3 separate regions of the Zea mays genome follow, and all the other regions are linked to region 2. The links are chromatin contacts, called in public Hi-C maps. All regions are on one chromosome and are shown on one strand. The core of a region is the stretch at or near the end of the contact, and the rest is flanking DNA. Distances in the headings are between cores, read along the strand shown.

Region 1 (3,037 bases), core at 388-2,887, 160 kb after region 2:
GGCGAGAGGAGGAAGGGAATGGACGACGGAGGATGAGGGGCCCACGTGGCGGTGGGCGCGGCGAGGAGGCGATGGACCCGCCCGCGCACGCGCCTCGACGCACCCCCGTCCCCGTCCGGTCCGAGGAACGGGCCCACTCCTCCCTTTGTCTTGTACGTGTTGCGCGGTCGTTCGCCGTACGTATAGTAGCTCTCTCCAACGGCTTCAGGGGAGGATGCGCGGATCCTCTGCGGCCGGGCGCGCTGAGTTCTACCAGCTGCGAACGCCTAGCAGCGGCATGTAAACTTCCACGTAAGGCACCAGCAGACACCGAAAGCTAGCAATTTCGATACATACATATAGGCCATAGCTAGCACACATCACCACAGTAGACCGAGCAAGGCCACGAGATGCGCCTATACAACTAGGTTCACCTGTACGGATATACTAGTAGATTTTTATCTATAGAAAGTAACCGACGATATGCCGCTAGCTAGTGCTATAAAATGAGATATCTCTAGGCAAAAAAAAAAAAGATATGGCGCAGAGAGCCCTATACAATAAGTTATGAGCTGTGCATCCTTTTGGGTCTGATTTAATCTATAGTTTATTGTTTTAGTCCGATTGATTTTAACTAAAAAAACTACACTGCCACGCGATGGTCTGTGCAGCTAGACAACTAATAATATAATAGTATAGCTTCCCTCAAGTTATTTTGTCGTCTATGAAAATCTCTACGGGTGAAACAAACCGCTCGTAGCATGTGCCAACCTGGATACATAGTAGTAGTAATTAATTTGCGTACTGAGATATCTATCTATAGGAAGGATATGCTACAATTAAGTTTACATAGTGATGCATGGAACCGAATATTTCGAAGATTTGATTCATAGTTAGACACATTTAGCTGGCAATGGCATAATTACGAAGTGGACACTCCCCGGATACGATATATAGCATATCTCTCTAGCTAGCACGATTAATTCCAGCCAAGGAAAAAAAACATCAGCGGCAGCCGATGGTAGCACTACTACAGTAGTAGACAGCAGTAGTAGTACAGAAAGAACTATTAGCACTGGCTCACGCACAGCGCACCACACCGGTATCCAGCGCACCGGCGAGTCCAACGCCCCAATCCCCCAACGCTCGCTCGCGACGGCGAGGAGAAGGGAGAGAGAGAGAGACCGCGGGCCCCACACGACCACCACTGTCCACTGTGTCTGGCCTCTGACACAGCTCACACCTTTGACGAAACGGCAGCCCGTCCGGAGGCTAGCGGCCAGCCCCACCACCACCACCCTCCCGACCCTCAGAAAACTAAAATAAAAAAAACCAGACATAAAGAAAAAGTCCAAGCACAGGACAAGGACGGGCGCGATGGACGGCCGGGATCGCCACGGGCCCCGCCTTCCCCCCTCCTGCAAGCAGTATTTCTAGCACGCTGCACGCCCGGCCCGAGGAAGGGAATACGAGACGAGACGACAGGGGGAGCGAGCACAAAGCGGAATAAAGAAAAGGCCGGGAAAAGCGAGGGCACTGCGCCTCCGCTGCGGCCTGCGGCGCCAGCGCCAGCCAACCCCTCCCTCCTACCAGTACCAGTATTTGTTTGTTTATTTATATGTATATATAAAACCGTCGCTCACTCCACCACTGACCACTCTACCGAGCCGAGCGCCGGGCGGCCTTTGGAGTTTGGACTCGTACCACTCCGTCTGCGCAGGCGGAACGGAACACGGGCGAGGGCGCGAGAGCGTCTCCACCTCCACCCTCCCGAGCTCGTCGTCACCGCACCACCGGGGCCGGGCTTCGCTCGGCGAGGTTCGTGGCCTCCTCCTTCTCTGGTTCTGCATGGCGCGTACGTGCTCTGCTCTCCCTCCCCCGCGCGATTTGGTGCGCCGAGCTTAGGCCTCGTGCCCATGGACGCGCGCGGGCGCGAAGCGGCCGATTGCTTGCTGCTTGCTGGCGCGCGTCGTAGGGTTTCCCCCGCCTTGGTGTTTTTTCAGCGGATGTATTTTACCGGTGAGAGGGGGGGGGGGGGGGGGGGGGGGGGGGGACTGGGGGCAAGAGCTGCAGCAGGGGTGGCGGCGGCGATGGCGATGGCTCCTGAGCTTTCCGCTAGCGGCGCCGTGTAGGTTTTCAGGTGTTTGCTGGGTTGGGTTGGCTTGTCATGTTGCCTAGTTTTGGTACTGATTTGGACCATTGCTTTGAGCGCCATGCTCCCGTGCTCGGATGCCCAGCTTTTTAGCTTGCCCCCCGGGTCGCCGAAATGCCGCCTTCCATGCGCCTCATCATTGTGGGAATCTGCTGCTGCGTTTCGGCCGGCTTACTTATTAGTGTATTTGTTCTGGATGCAAATCTAGGGGTGGGGTGGCATGGAATGATTAGAGCCACCGGCGCGTATCAGCCTGTGTCTGTATTTTTTTTTTTTTACCTCCGTGTGCGGAGAGGAATGCTCGTGCTGTCACCGCGAGAAACTGCTCCGCGGCTGCTCGACCAGTGGTTGTTGGTTTCAGTGATTGATTTGCTTCGTTGCAGGCAGGCCCGTCCATGGAGGGGATGGAGGAGGCCAACAGGACGGCAGTGGAGAGCTGCCACCGGGTGCTGGCGCTCCTCTCCAACCCGCACGGCCAGCTCGTCCCCAGCAAGGAGCTCGTGGCCGCCACCGGGGAGGCCGTCGCCAAGTTCGGCTCACTGACGGCCAAGCTCTCCAACTCCAACGGCGATGGCCTACTGCAGGGCCACGCTAGGGTCAGGAAGGTCAAGAAGCCCCTGCACATCTTCGACAGCAACCTCTTCCTCGAGAGCTCTGCGGTGGCCGCCGCCGCTGCTCCGGCCAAGACGCCCAGCCCGAGCCCGATCCTTGGCCTCCAGCTGTTCCCGAGGTACCACCAGTTTGAGGGCTCGTCGTCTAAGGATCCTGTCAGGATCCCTACCCAGTTCCCCAAGAGGTTGCTGCTAGAGAAGCCGACTGCCGGTATGGAGGGGTCGACGTCGCAGTCCCCTCCGATCGTCCAGATGGTCCAGCCGGTGTCCGTTGCGCCCCCCGCAGGGACGCCCA
Region 2 (3,106 bases), core at 96-2,595:
CCCCCTTGAAAACTATCGGTCGTCGTTTCCCTCAATACGCTGCCATGGCTCCTAGTGACGATAGTGTGGCGGCACCGCCGCTGCTACCAATGTCAAGCGGTGGGGGCGTCGCCGCTTTTCCGTCAGTTGTCGCGCCGTCTTCTGATATGGTTAGTCGCGTTAGTGGGTCGGGCCACTTGAATTATGAGTTGGCCCGTCGAGAACTTCGCGACGGAGGGTGAAGGAGATGGAATCTTTGGGGGTACTTCCCTACTGGTTACAGCCTGGCAGCGGGCACGGAGACTGTACCGCGATCGGATGGCGAAGTCCTGGTCTTGCTCACGTGCCCTGTGCTTGAATTTCTCCCCTAATATACTTATTAAGCCAATAAATGCACGATAATTTTGTAGATCGACGGTTAGGTTATGTCCAGTGGCAGCCACATGGGCAATGGAAAACACGAAGTGTGAATGCGCGTGCGTAAACAAGAGGACGCCTCTATCTAATAAAAACGCGTATGCAGATGGCACATATAGACTTGTGGAGAAGAGATAAACCGTGGATTTGAAGTATGGGAAGGAGGGCACTCATTTTTCGCATCCTCGTTCACGCTCTGCTGGTGGATAGTTTACAAACGCGAAAAAAGTATGGGAGCAGGGTGTTGGAGATAGCTTTAGGATATATTTAGATCCACAGGACTAAAATAAAACGACTAAAATGATTTAGCTCCTTTAGCTCTCATGGAGGAGCTAAAACTGAAAAGTCTCTGGTCCCCACTTTCCCCTCACCTTACCTCCCTTAGGACTGTGGAGTCTTGGGTCCCCACCTTCCCTCTATCACTCCATTTAATGTTTTAATGAATGTCTAGTCACTTTTTCTAAATGGGAGTGACTAAATTAGTTTTGTAACTTTATTTTAGTCCTGTGGATCTAAACATGCCCTTAGCGTGACAGTTCTTTGAAATAGCAGTTCTTGTGGGGGTGCGAGCGGCAAATACAGCGCCGGCTCTTGGTTTCCAAGTGGCCCCCTACGTGGAACCTTCTGAGACGGCTATCCTACGTGTACGCTAGCCTCCAAACTTCAAAGCGCGTCTCTGCAGGGCTCGCACGTGCTCTTTTTCCCTCCTCACCCCGAATTAACAATCGCGAAATCCCAGGTTTGACCTTTCCCCCAGCCTTGTTGTTCCAGTGGGGCCCACTACACCCATGTCCCCTTCTTCCTCGCACACGCGGGACACTGCACCTGAGCCTCTCAAGCCCTCAACACGCCAATTTGACCACGTGACCGTAATCTTGATCCACGGCCTCCTTGCACTTGCACCGCACCGGTGCCTATTTAACCCGCGCTCGAACAACTCTCTGCCGGCAACGCAACCAAACCGCTCTCGCTCTCGGCTCTCGGCTCTCCACCAGTCTCCGCTCTCTGGACGCCGGAAATGCAGATGGACTCCTACAACTACAACTACGCCAGTTTCTTCCACGACGAGGCTCCGTCCTTCTACCCGCACGTTGCGGTGCCGCCCTCCCCGGAGCTGCCCATCGGCCTCATTGCCTCGCCAGGGGAGCCGGAGCCGCCCTTCGCGCCGCCGATGCCGGCCTCGTTCCAGGACTACACGGGCGCCGTGGGCGTGGGCGTAGGGGTGAGAGCGCCGTTCGGGGGTGCCAGCGTGCACGGGCAGGCGATCGACGCGCTGGGCGGGGGCGACGGGCAGCGCGAGCAGAGCATGGCAATGGCGGAGGACGGGGAAGAGCCGGCGCCCCGGCGGCGGCAGCCGGCGGGAGGCCCCGCCGCCGCCGCCGTCGAGAGCAGCCGCGGGTTCCGGCACATGATGCGGGAGCGGCAGCGGCGCGAGAAGCTGAGCCAGAGCTACGCCGACCTGCACGCGCTGGTGGCGGCCCGGTCCAGGGGCGACAAGAACTCCATCGTGCAGGCCGCCGCCGTGTACATCCACGAGCTCAGGGGCGCGCGGGACCAGCTGCAGCGCCGGAACGAGGAGCTCAAGGCCCGCATCCTGGGCCACGACGCCGGGCAGCAGTGCGTCAAGGTGCAGTTCGAGGTGGACGAGCCGGCGTCCGCCATCGACTCCATGATCGGGGCGCTCAGGCGCCTCAAGGGCATGGACGTCAGGGCCAGGGGCATCCGCTCCAGCCTGTCCGGGCGCAGGCTGTGGACGGAGATGAATGTGGAGACCACGGTGAGCAGCACTCTCGCCATCCTCGTTGAATCGTCCTTGTGCTTTGCTGACAATGACTGATCCACTTCAAAATTAACCGCAACATGTCAGCGCCCTCGAAAGAATCATTGTCAATGGACAATGGGGTGTGCCACTTGTTAGTTGTTAGTTACTCGATCGACGCAACACTGGAGCTAAACCACGCGGTTCCTCTTGTCGTCCTGGGTTTGCAGATGGCGGCCGACGAGGTGGAAAGGGGCGTGGAGGAGGCTCTGCTGCAGGAAGTGGAGAGGAAGCAGCAGCAGCAGCTTGGAGCTGGGAGCGCCGCCCCTGGTTTTCCAGGCCCGTCATCGCACGTGCAAAACGTGTTTTGACACGCGATCCTCCCCCACAACAAGAAGCGAAAAAGAAACATGAACCCCGAGCCTCATTTCTTGATTCTTTTTTCTTTAAGAACCGGATGCGCAAAACGAGCATCCGCGTCCCTGGCTCTATTGATTTATTTTTAAGTAGAAATCGGTGCTGTTTGTGTACAAGTGTTGTCGCAGCCTCCAAGTGGGATTTTGAGCACGTGTATAAAGTTATAGGGCTCGTGTTCTTACAACACACACACACAAAAAAAAAAAGAGACGTGCGGACAGTGAGGACTGAGGACATGTGGGCAGGGATCAAGTGGGCCGGAGGAAGCGGGCGAGAAATGGGGTCGAGGGACAGGCACGTTCCGGTCGTGCCGTGTGGAGATTCCTAGCCGCGGCGGCAACCGGTCACCAGTGTGCTCTCGTTGTCCTTGGTCTCTACTACTCCTGCTACAAATGGTGACGCCTTTATTTTATCGTGTGGAGTGGATGTAAATGGACGCCACCACAATAAATTAGAGTACTAAATTAATTTTAGTTTAAAAATAAATAAATAAAAATAGAGTATGATTCTAATCCTATTCACTCTTAAATCTCT
Region 3 (3,191 bases), core at 19-2,518, 220 kb after region 2:
GTGTTGACGAAATGGAGGCGAAGCCACTTGTAATGCATTTCTATCGAGGAATTGAAGTGTATTACTTCCTCCGTTCTAATTTATAATTCATTTGACTTTTTAACTTCAAATCTGACCGGCTCCTTTTATTCAAAAAATCATAATTATTATCAATTTTTCACTGTAATATTGTTTAGCATATAATATACTTTAAGTATGGCTTTAAAATTTTCTTTTTTCCAAAAAATTAAATAAAACGAGAGGGTCAAACTTGGTGAAAAAATCAAACGAATTATCAATTGAGACAGATGAAGTAGATTCTTTTTTATATTTTTTAGATAATAGAAAATAACATATGGATTCATCTCTTTAACGGCGGGATATGTCAAAGTTATGACGCAGTACTAGAAACTAGACTTGGATTAGCTTTTGGTATTTGAAGCTGCTGCATGTCCTTCTTTCTTCTTTTTTTCAAACTTGACAATTGATGTATTTCTCCGTGAACACCAGAGAATGAAGCATGCACAACCTCTTAGAAGTGCTTTTGCATGTATACGGATAAGGATGCGTGTAAGTAACTGCCTATCTTTGCACTGTTATTATTCTCAAAATATATAAAAAATAGTAACAATATTTTATCTGTAGAATAAATTACAAAAATTGCAAACACACTTGCTAGTCTATGTCTTGAAGGCATTTTCATCACAAGAACTCTTTGTTCTCTAAATAGCTTGAAGCTCAAAAAACAATGGACTATAAGGTTGTGTACATCATTAAACTTGCAAGTATCGTATAAGATTTATCTTCATATACAAGTCCATATATAAAAAAGTTGTGAAGAATGAATTGACTTAAAAGGAGTAGCTATGTGGTTCGTTCGTTGTTAAGTTGAAAAAATTGGACAATAGTCTTCTACTTTCAGTAGCAGGCTAGGATTGTCTAGGCTGTCTCCAGGAAGGAATAGTAAAACCTTCTCTATCTTATATTTAGGGAAGAATTTTCTTCTCTACCACTCTAACAACATTCTCTAAACAATACTTAAAATATAGAGAATATTTCTGTCCAAGATTTTATCTTGTTCCCTTTGTCGATTTTAATACTTTAAATAGTAAATTAAACAAAAGTAAAATATATCCTTTCTTGCCAATGCTGGTTAAGCATGACGTCAACACGGTCTGGGGTGCTTTGCCAGCAAGCAAAACCAGTTCCTCCCCACGAATCAAATAGGGAGCCCGTTCCAACCAACTTTCCAGCGAAGCGGCGCCGCGCAACCATTCTCATTTCTCTCGGGTTCGTCGTGAGTAAAAAGGAAAAAGAAACCAAGGACTCTCTGTACCAGCGAAGCGTGCGTGGGCCGTGGGCGCGTCCTGTTCTTCTTCCTACCTTTCCCTAACCTCTCCTCCCTCCTGCAAATCCGATCTCCCCGAGACCATGCGCAACTCCGCCGCCGCCCAGCCCTCTTCTCCCGCCGCCACGTACGTCTCAGGCGCCGCCTACGTCGCGCCCGCCTCCTCCGCCGCCATGTACGGCTCAGGCGCCTCCTACGTCGCGCCCGCCGCTTCCGCCCCCGGCGGCGGCGGGTACATCTATCCTGCGCCCGCCTCCTCCGGCGGCAGCGCCGGCTACTCCAAGATCCCAACCTACCCGGCGGTCCCGTCGGCGTATCCCAACCCCAGCCGTCTCCCGCCGCGAGTCTCCACCCACGCCCCGGTCGAGGACCCCACAGCGCTGCCCTCGCCGCTGGCCAAGGCGGGCGAGCTCGTGACGCGGCTCCGCGAGCAGGGGCAGGTGCTCATCGCGGCGCGCCGGCCGTGGGGCGAGGTCTTCCGCGCGCCGGCCTTCTCCAAGCCGCCGTCGCTCGGGGAGGCGATCGCCCGGATGCGCCGCAACACCGCCTACTTCCGCGCCAACTACGCGCTGGCCGTGCTCGCCGTCGTGGCGGCCTCGCTGCTCTGGCACCCCGGCACGCTCTTCGTGCTTCTCTTCCTCTGCGCCGCCTGGTTCTTCCTCTACTTCGCGCGGCCCGCGCAGGGCGGGCAGCCGCTCAGGGTCCTGGGGATGGAGTTCGACGACGGCTCCGTGCTCGCCGCGCTCTGCGGGGTCACCGTCATCGCCATGCTCTTCACCAGCGTCGGCTGGAACGTGGTGGGCTCCGTCATGATCGGGGGCGCGCTGGTCAGCGCCCACGCCGCGCTCAGGACCACCGACGACCTCTTCCTCACGGAGCAGGAGGCCGCTGGGGACGGCCTGTTGGCAGCTGGCATGAGCGCCGCCGGGCCCATCTTGCCCACCTATGTCCGCATTGGTTGATTCGCTCAGCTGGGCGTGGTGTGTTCATCATGGTTTGCATACAGCCTTCATGCAGTTCAGCGATCTTGATGCTATTGCTTGCAGATATTAGCAATCTTCCTTGTAATTACCATCACGATGTCTAATATTGGTTGTCGGCGTGTGAAATGTCAAGCTTTTTTCTGTATTTCTGGTGAAACTGGATTCAATTGCTGTTTCGAATGGTGGTGTTCGATCTTCGTTAACTACATCTCAGAATGACAGCTGCGATTTTGCCTGCACATTCTGGTTCCCGATGCTTCAGGCTCAATTCTCAATGTGATGAAGTTAGCTAAATTTTAATAACTTTGATGAGTTGTGCCATATATCTATCCTTCTGCAGCCCTGCAATGCGTTTCCTTCATCTTGTGTAGTTCTTCATGGTTCCTGCTAAACTTGGCTCTACATCTGCAATGTATTTTCTGTCGACCTGGGTTCCCCCCGCTCCACTTCTGTGATTGAGTGCTGCTGCCCTTGCCTGATTAGGACATTGGCCTAACATTGAAGCAGCAGTAATCGAAAAAATATCGGCGTCGCCCAACTGGTTATGGGTATTCACTCTTATGCACTGTAGTCTGTAGCAGTTAACTATACCATCGGTTTTGGTGACATTTTGCTGTGACAGTTATCTATTTTTGAACAGCACTGAGAGGTCAAAAAATCTCCGTGTTCCTTCTGCATAATCCAGAGGCAGAGGGTGTGGTATTTCATTTTTCAGATGCTATTCATTTCTTGTCAATTTGCTGAGATCTCTCTGTAGTCTCTCTCTATCGCCTGAATGCTCTGATGTTTCGATCTCTACCTGCAACTCTTTTGTACTGGTTTTGCTGAATCTACACGAGTTACACTCCTCTCTGTGTCCTGTGGTTTGCTGGAGCAAATGT

The links. A called contact is a pair of places that touch in the nucleus more often than the background predicts.
Region 1: a contact with region 2 is called in a Hi-C map of ear, with 1.6 times the contacts expected there. The contact joins the promoter of LOC732738 here to the promoter of LOC100281108 in region 2. A contact is called at or near these places in 3 of 25 Hi-C or Micro-C datasets (ear and leaf).
Region 3: a contact with region 2 is called in a Hi-C map of ear, with 3 times the contacts expected there. The contact joins the promoter of LOC100284987 here to the promoter of LOC100281108 in region 2. A contact is called at or near these places in 11 of 25 Hi-C or Micro-C datasets (bundle sheath, ear, endosperm and 4 more).

What each region holds. Positions count from the first base shown.
Region 1 is chr1:281,516,331-281,519,367 of Zm-B73-REFERENCE-NAM-5.0, forward strand. LOC732738 (WRKY DNA-binding protein 1) reads left to right here and starts at 1,638. Exons shown (of 4, transcript NM_001112367.1): 1 at 1,638-1,797; 2 at 2,519-3,037. The coding sequence starts at 2,527.
Region 2 is chr1:281,357,517-281,360,622 of Zm-B73-REFERENCE-NAM-5.0, forward strand. LOC100281108 reads left to right here and starts at 1,346. Exons shown (of 2, transcript NM_001154027.3): 1 at 1,346-2,173; 2 at 2,386-3,074. The coding sequence starts at 1,415. The coding sequence ends at 2,526. It also overlaps a transcript of LOC100274394 not described here.
Region 3 is chr1:281,577,299-281,580,489 of Zm-B73-REFERENCE-NAM-5.0, forward strand. LOC100284987 (prenylated Rab receptor 2) reads left to right here and starts at 1,269. Exons shown (of 1, transcript NM_001291646.1): 1 at 1,269-2,610. The coding sequence starts at 1,411. The coding sequence ends at 2,289.